Regions from separate parts of the Hordeum vulgare genome. Here region 1 is linked to region 2. A link is a contact called in public Hi-C data. All regions are on one chromosome and are shown on one strand. The core of a region is the stretch at or near the end of the contact, and the rest is flanking DNA. Distances in the headings are between cores, read along the strand shown.

The links. Hi-C and Micro-C count contacts between places; a contact is called where the count stands out from the background.
Region 1: a contact with region 2 is called in a Hi-C map of leaf, with 5 times the contacts expected there. The contact joins two enhancer-like sites. A contact is called at or near these places in 2 of 6 Hi-C or Micro-C datasets (leaf and seedling).

What each region holds. Positions count from the first base shown.
Region 1 is chr4H:76,459,924-76,463,773 of MorexV3_pseudomolecules_assembly, forward strand. No RefSeq gene overlaps it. Among protein-coding and RNA genes, the nearest start is that of TRNAS-GCU, 8.8 kb to the right of the region's middle. Within about 2 kb of position 2,243, at least 3 of the 3 cell types and tissues checked have open chromatin away from gene starts, as enhancers often do. A contact at or near this core is called in leaf and seedling, where this site is marked.
Region 2 is chr4H:75,633,487-75,637,110 of MorexV3_pseudomolecules_assembly, forward strand. No RefSeq gene overlaps it. Among protein-coding and RNA genes, the nearest start is that of LOC123447931, 250 kb to the left of the region's middle. Within about 2 kb of position 1,840, at least 3 of the 3 cell types and tissues checked have open chromatin away from gene starts, as enhancers often do. A contact at or near this core is called in leaf and seedling, where this site is marked.

The sequences.
Region 1 (3,850 bases), core at 993-3,492, 830 kb after region 2:
GAGCCTACTCACTAAGCAATGCGACCATGCTGTGTTCCTCTGATCGTTCATAAGAGCAGCTGACCAGGCTTTTTCTTACGACGGTACAGACGCAAACACTTATATAGAGCTTATATATATACACGTATATATATCCATCCCTATAAACAGATACGCGCATGCCCATCCTTACGAACACCTTCGAAAAAACATATCATCTAGAAATTTATGAAGTCACCGTAGACGTCTCGTCGTCGATGAAAACGTCTCCTTTCAATGAATGTGCGTCATTGAAAGTCATGAAATAAATTCAAAAATTAATGTGAACATCAGGACTTAAACCACGATAAATTCAAGACAATACAGTCCCTTTAATCATCCATCATCGGACTAATAATACAACCAATAATCGGCTATACAAAGTTGACACATCACCTACCTTTAATCTATGCCCATTTATACAATAGTGAGATGTACTTGTATGTTATGCCATTAAGAGCATTTACAGTCGTGTATGATAAATATGACACGTCAAATGCCAACGGCGTGTCTGAGTGGGCACGTCTCAAATTAGCACATGTGTTCGGTTACTTCATATATATTTCTAAATCCATACAAAAGCGTGCAAACGAAAAAAAACTACGTACTACATAGATCACCTAGCTATCCTCGTTAGAGATGTCGACTATCTTCGTGCCCGATTCTGGATGCATGGGTGGCAGCTGCAGCTCCGGCTGCTCCGCTCCGGTCTCCTCCTACTCTATGCCCGCCTCAAGGTCGACGAAGAGCGCGTCGGACTCCGCCTGCTTTTGTCTGAGGAACCATTTGGTTGGTCTCCACATAGGCCTCATCCTGGATGGACTTGAGGATGTTGTGCCGCTCCGTCATTTCCTCGGCTTGGGCGATGGCGAACTCCGCCTCCACCTGTGCCATGTTAAACCCCAGAGCAGAATGTTACGCCTTGTCTTCCTCCGGATTTGCCACCTCCGCCGGCTTCGGTAGCTGCTCTCCCTCCTCTTCCTCCTCCGACTGCTGCTCCTCCTCCTCCTCCTCCGTCTCCGACGAGTCCGGAGGCAGCCCGACAACGATGCGGACGGCGAGCCTAGCCTGGATATTCTCCTTGATCTGCCTCCGATGCTCCGGCATAAGTGCCGCGTAGGTGTCGATCTTCCATTGAACCATGGCAATGTCGGAGAGCGTGAGAGAGCGCGGGAGAGGAGGCGGACGGGCTTGGGTGGTGGCGCGAAGAGGGATGAGGTGAATGGGCCACCGCTCGGGGACGTCAGGCGGCTTAAATAGCCGAATTTGGCATCGGGCAACGAGCCGGAGCGGCACCACGCGGCGTTCACAACGCGACAACGGAGGAGGCGTCCGTCACACCATCGAACTTCCGGGCGATTCCTCGTGAGACCCCTTCGTCTGTCCTACGTGGCGGCGCGCTCGGACATTCGTCCCATATTTGGGTTGGATATGAAAGATATCAGCTAGCTCGGATGTTTGAGACTCGTCTAAGTCGGATTTTCGTGACCGCTCAATGATCAAACGGGCCATCCGGACGTTTGGGACAGGTTTGGGAATGTAGATGTTGTAAGCTCATCATATCAGCCTTGTATGCCCGGAATCAAATGCTTTGGTGGTTAGCATCTACAACCGAAGCCCCCATACCCATCTCAAATGTCCGAACAGGCTGTTTGGTGAGTGATCGGTTACAAAAACGCGATCGAACCGGATCACTCATACCCGTCTCAAACACTCGGACTGACCGGCACCCATCGTATCCATCTTAAATATAAGAACGATACGATGGCTCGCGGATGCGCCCGGACACACTTTGTCAGTTTGCCACGTAGGACGCAACACTATCGTGGACCACCTTTTTTTTCTCTCTCTCTCTCTTATTCTTCATCAATCACATCCTAGTGACCGGACATATGAAAAAGAAATAAAAATTCATGACTGCATGGATTAAAAAAATAAAAACTCAGAACGGACACGTGAACGTGTTATGTTTGCTAAGTCCAGGTAAAGACCTGTGATATGCGGGGAACCGTTCGAGTTCTTTAACCAAGCTGGCATAAAGATCACAAGACCACATAGTATAATCACAGGCAATCAGGCATAGGGATATAAATTAAACGGCATGCCGACTGGACTCTGAATCAGAGTGCACTAGCAACGGTGGAATCCGTTGACGCGCTGGGGGATCTTGCTCACCAAAGTACCACTTTCTTTAGTGCGTCCTCACGATCGACGGCGACGAGGCGCTGCGTGCTGCGGGCGGGGCCCGCCACCACCTCCGCCTCTAGCGCCGTGAGCAGGGTTGGTGGTTGCAGGCTTGGAGCCATGTGAATGTGTACTTTGCGATTAGGCTGCTAGGATATGCCTTTTGGTACTTTGAGATGGGAATCATGAGCCCTTGTTGAGTCCAGTCATGCAGAAGTTCAAAATTGTTCTTGAATTTTTAAAAATGTGTTCATGACCATGTGCCGTACACTAATTAACCGAGTATCATGAGTTCGTGACCATATGACGTACACTTGTTAAACACAGATGGATCTCTGAAGATAGCTCGTTTCGTTATTTAGCATTCGATCACCACAGAGCCCCAGACTCTATTTGTTGACGCGACATCTCTCTTTCGATGAGGGGCATGTTGGGAATTAATACTTCCTCATACAAACTTTTTTACTCGGTTCTTGTAATCTTCTACACTCATAGTGCACGAGGAACAACGTGAGATGACTTGGGTAGGCATAGTTGCTCCGTAGAACCTGTGTAAAGAAGGTCAGGTTGAGGTAAAATAATAAAAAACTAACATCTGCATTTAGTTTTATTGCGTGCATACGTTTGGGGCTGCATGAGGTGTCACTATGGGCATGGTGTTTGGTTGTCCGCTTGTGCACGGTCAAACACACAGCCTGCTGTTTGATGGCATGCACCGTGTGTTGTCTGGTAACCTCTTCGACACGATGATGAGGTTACCAACACACATCGGCCTCGGAAAGAACACACATAATAGAACATAGAGTAGATATAAATATTATGCCACGCATAACAGATCAGTTCAAAATAGCAGCCGATACTAAAGTAAAGCAGCTGGAGCATGTCGGGATTGTCTTAGGGGTTCACGGCGAAGGCGTCGTCTTGCTTCCCGCATCTGGTCACCACTTCAATGCCGTTGTCATTGAAAATGATAACCTTCAGCTTTTGGGAGTGAGCAGCTTAAAGTTCACCATGAAGCCTATCTTGATCTGATGGGCAATAGCGAAGGTGGCCCAGCCCTGATCGAGGGTGACCGTGTCATTCAACAGACGCACAGTCACCCTCCAGGAGCACTCGGTGTTGGTCTTTAGTTTGAACTCATGTGGCACTGACGGGAAATGCTTCGTGAAATCCGGTGTCATAGGTATGACCTCCAGGAGGGGAGCCATGGGCACCTTGCAGAAGTTGGTTGGCCCTCCAACACCATGGTAGTGGTTGTAGTTCTGACGCTTGCCATTATGGGGCTCCTCCGGCTGGTCGTCGTCCCTACCAGGGGTCTCGACGGGCGTCACCTCCGATGGTGGCACCACATCCTTGCCCTTGTCTTGCTCCTTGGGTGGCACCACCTCCTTCCCCATACTCTCTGTGTCGATCTGCATAATGAAGAGGTTCAAATGGTTAGGATCTGCAATATGAATATTACAACATCGTCATTAAAACCTATCATCAAGAATCCTTTATTTAGCCAGCATGATGGTCACCACTCCACCTATCTGTCTCTCACTTTTCCCCCAACCCATCGACATGAACTCCGGCAACAAGTCGAACCCCGACCCCAACTGCACCCCCAACCCCTTCCCTTGGGGCATTGGATGAAGAGCATTCTTCC
Region 2 (3,624 bases), core at 590-3,089:
GCACGTTTATACTTTTATCATATACACATTTATATAATTTTTCAGAAAGCCTAATTATGCTTCTCGGAAAAAATGGGCCTTCACAAGAAGCACAGATTTGCTCCTTCTGGAAGCATATTTCGGCTTCGCGAGAAGCACTGCAGGGCCCATCACTGATGAACCTGCTGCTGCACCGCGTAGGTTACAGTCTGCGTACCCATCACCTGACCATTCTCTTATAGGGCACGGAAAAGGGCAAGCCCGTGCAACCGTCTCACCACAAAATCTCTTCTTCTGTTTTCTTTCTTCCCGTTTTGTTCCCCTTTTTTTTGTCACGTCCACTATTTAACCACAGCTCCCATGGATCTCGAGTAGTTATATTTGCTACTACCTCCGTCCAGTATAGCCAACTGCTGCCTGTAAGCAGTTTTATAACCCATTTTATAAGAGTGCGGACGTTTGGAGCTCGGTCTTTATGAAGGCCGAAATTTTTGAATAATTCAAAATTCAAATTTTTTGGTTTCAAAAAAATCTGAAAAAAATATGGAAGTAAAGAAGGATGTTATGCGTATGTGTGCAAAAAATTAGGATGAAATACGATCTGCACAAAAAAGACAAATTCATGACCTGAAATGATGAATAGTGTCATGTGTAAAAAAGCCTCAGATTTATCTTTTTTGCACAGCCCTCATTTTAATGTATTTTTTCTGAAAATTTACACACATGTGTGTTACGCCTTCACTTATCCCTGTATTTTTTTTCATAATTTTTTAAAATATAAAAATATGAATTTTCATGAAATTTGAATTTCAAATTTAAAGGCCTCCATGGAGCTCGGCCACCAAAAGCAATTTCCGATCTTATAGCTAACTTGTACAATAGTTAGCAATAAAAGAGTACTATTTTTATCATATATGAACCATCTTTCATTCTCACAAAGCACCTGGGAGCACGTGCTAGGGCTGGCTCTTCACGAAGAGCCCGCTTCTCTTCTCTCTCCTCTTCTCTCTCATCCAAATCAACAAAAATATAGTATTTTTATCTTTACAGTCTGCTGACTGTACCTTATTGTACTTGCTCTAAGTCACTCGCGTAGTTCTAGATCAACAATTTAACAATCTAAATATGTATCATATGTGATAAAAAATATATATTTAAAAAATTCATCCGTGTAGAAATTTAATGATATACTTTTCATGATATATAACACATATTTAATTCCTTAAATCGGTGATCTAGAACTACAGGAATGACAACGGATCCCACCGCTGCTAGTGCACCCCGATTAGAGTCGATTATCGAGTCACACGCCATTGTTTACTTGTTTGTTGTTGTACTATCATCTTATGGTAAGTAGTATACGCCAACCTGGGATGGGATCGGACTGCAGGGGACCATACCCGTCCGCATCGAGCCACGCACTCACATATGTACTCCTGGGCAAACAACATTAAGAAAAACTCCAGCGGTTCCCCACATATCACCTGCCCGCCGGCCTAACTAGAGTCATGTTTGCATAGAGATAAATTATACGGCACACAAGTGATGGGTTTGTGAGCATAGACCCTGATCCTAGCTTCAACGTGCTAGCAGTACTAGATATATTGGCGCTGCATTCTATAAAAAAGAAATGGATTCCTGATGGTATATACTCCCAGGTTTTGACATTTACACAAAAAAAATAAAGTACAACATCTAAAGATTTTAAAGAAGTTGACCAGGAGATACCTGGCGGTCTAGCCCGCCGGATGGTGAATTTGCTGCACTTTCCGATACGAGATGACAAACTTGTATGCATGGTAATACAACACGCAGTATTTGCCTTGTGCAACGTGCGAGTATATATAACTGATTGATTGTTTCCACGGTGCACCGCACCTTGCCATGTACCTGTCCACGTCTCGCAAGAGATGTCGACATGGACAAGTCAGAAGCGTCTAGATGATAATTGCTTGCAGGAAAATAAAAGCAACAAAAAAACGTCGTGCCGATTCGATCGCACCAACGGCGCCATGTTGCCACATATACCATACTTTAAGTGAGTGCTTAGTTGGTCTTATCTGGTAATGCCCTGGTACTTAACTAATGAGGCGCATAATTAATACAAGCCGGGCAGGTCAAACCGCCGGAAAACTATACTGGCCCGGCCTGATGCAGATTCCACACAAACCACGGCGACGCAACGCCACATATGCTTTGTTTAGTTTTCTTTTCGGGGGATTGTTTAACTGTCCTTGCTTGGTTTCGCTGTAATGAAGATGATCACCACGTAATCAGTTGGGCCTACTAATAACTGCCACTTGCAGCATTAGTTTTAAGTACTCAGTTGAGTATAATACGAGAGAGATGCTATCAGAGGAGTATGCGTCTAGTAAATGTTATGCATATGATATCGACCGGAATCTCCATTGATTTCCCATCCCATCTCGGTTGAATCCCCTAGAGGATGAATTCTTGTTTTCTCAAAAAAAAAAAAAAAAAATCGACGGAATCAACCAGGTGTACTACCGTGATTCATTACCTTGGACCTGGCTAGGAAGAATATATATATGTTGGCTTCCATTCCTATTGAATTTCACGTCAAAAGAGCGACGGTTTAACTCCGAAAATAGGAGTATTTGACCATGCAAGCGAGGTACATAGAGACCTTACAAATGTGTAATCCATGATTTATTTATTTATTTTTGAAAAGAGGGAAATACCCTCGGCTCTGCATGGGATGACGCACACAACAATATATTCAATGTTGAGTATATTGATTATTAGGAAATATGGGATAGATTAGGATTTGTCCTACCTTGTTTTGTACTCTAAATTGATCATTGTATTATATATATATATATATGTCCATGAGGCTCAAGCAATACAACCTTTATTCCCTTTGAACATGGTATCTATCGTACGTTTCTAGGCCTAGACGCCGCGAGCCGCTTTCGCACCACGCGCCACCCTCGGGGCGGTCGGCCTCCATGACCGCCGCCGGGGCCCGCGTCGCCCTTACCTAGGGTTCGTCCATCGGTCTTGTTGACTAGCTGCCCTAGAGAGTTTTTTCCCTGATCTCTTAATCTGAATTTTCTCTCTTTTGCCGGTCTCTTAATCGGCATTCTTCCTTTTTAGTTTTCCGATATAAGATCGGGTTGCTTCGCCCGCTGTCGCTGTCGACACATGCCGCCTCTACTCCGACCTAGGCGCGACCAGCCGACCTCTACTTCGACCCGACGGCCTCGCGTGACGCGGCGACCCATCATGGTCGTCGTCCGCGCATCTGTCGGCCCGTCACTTTACGCCATCGTCGCCGCCCGGCGATGAACAGGATACGTGCATCACCCACCTTTCGTCTTCGTCGCCACATGTCGGCCGCCTCGGGAACATCGGTTGCCCTAGGCCTGCCGGCTGCCTCATCTGCCGCCCCCCTTGCCGGTTGTCGGGCTTGCCGCTGTGCCGGGACTGCTAGCTGCCTCGGCTTGCCAGCTGCAACGGGCCTGCCGGCTACCTCAGCTTGCCGGCTGCGTGGGGCCTACCGGCTGTCTCGGGCTCCCCGGCCCATCGCCGGCCTCCTCTGGCATGTCGTTCCCCGTTGGCTGTCGTCGCCTTGGTCTGCTCGGCAACCCCACATCATCGTCCATGACGCCATCATCATCACCG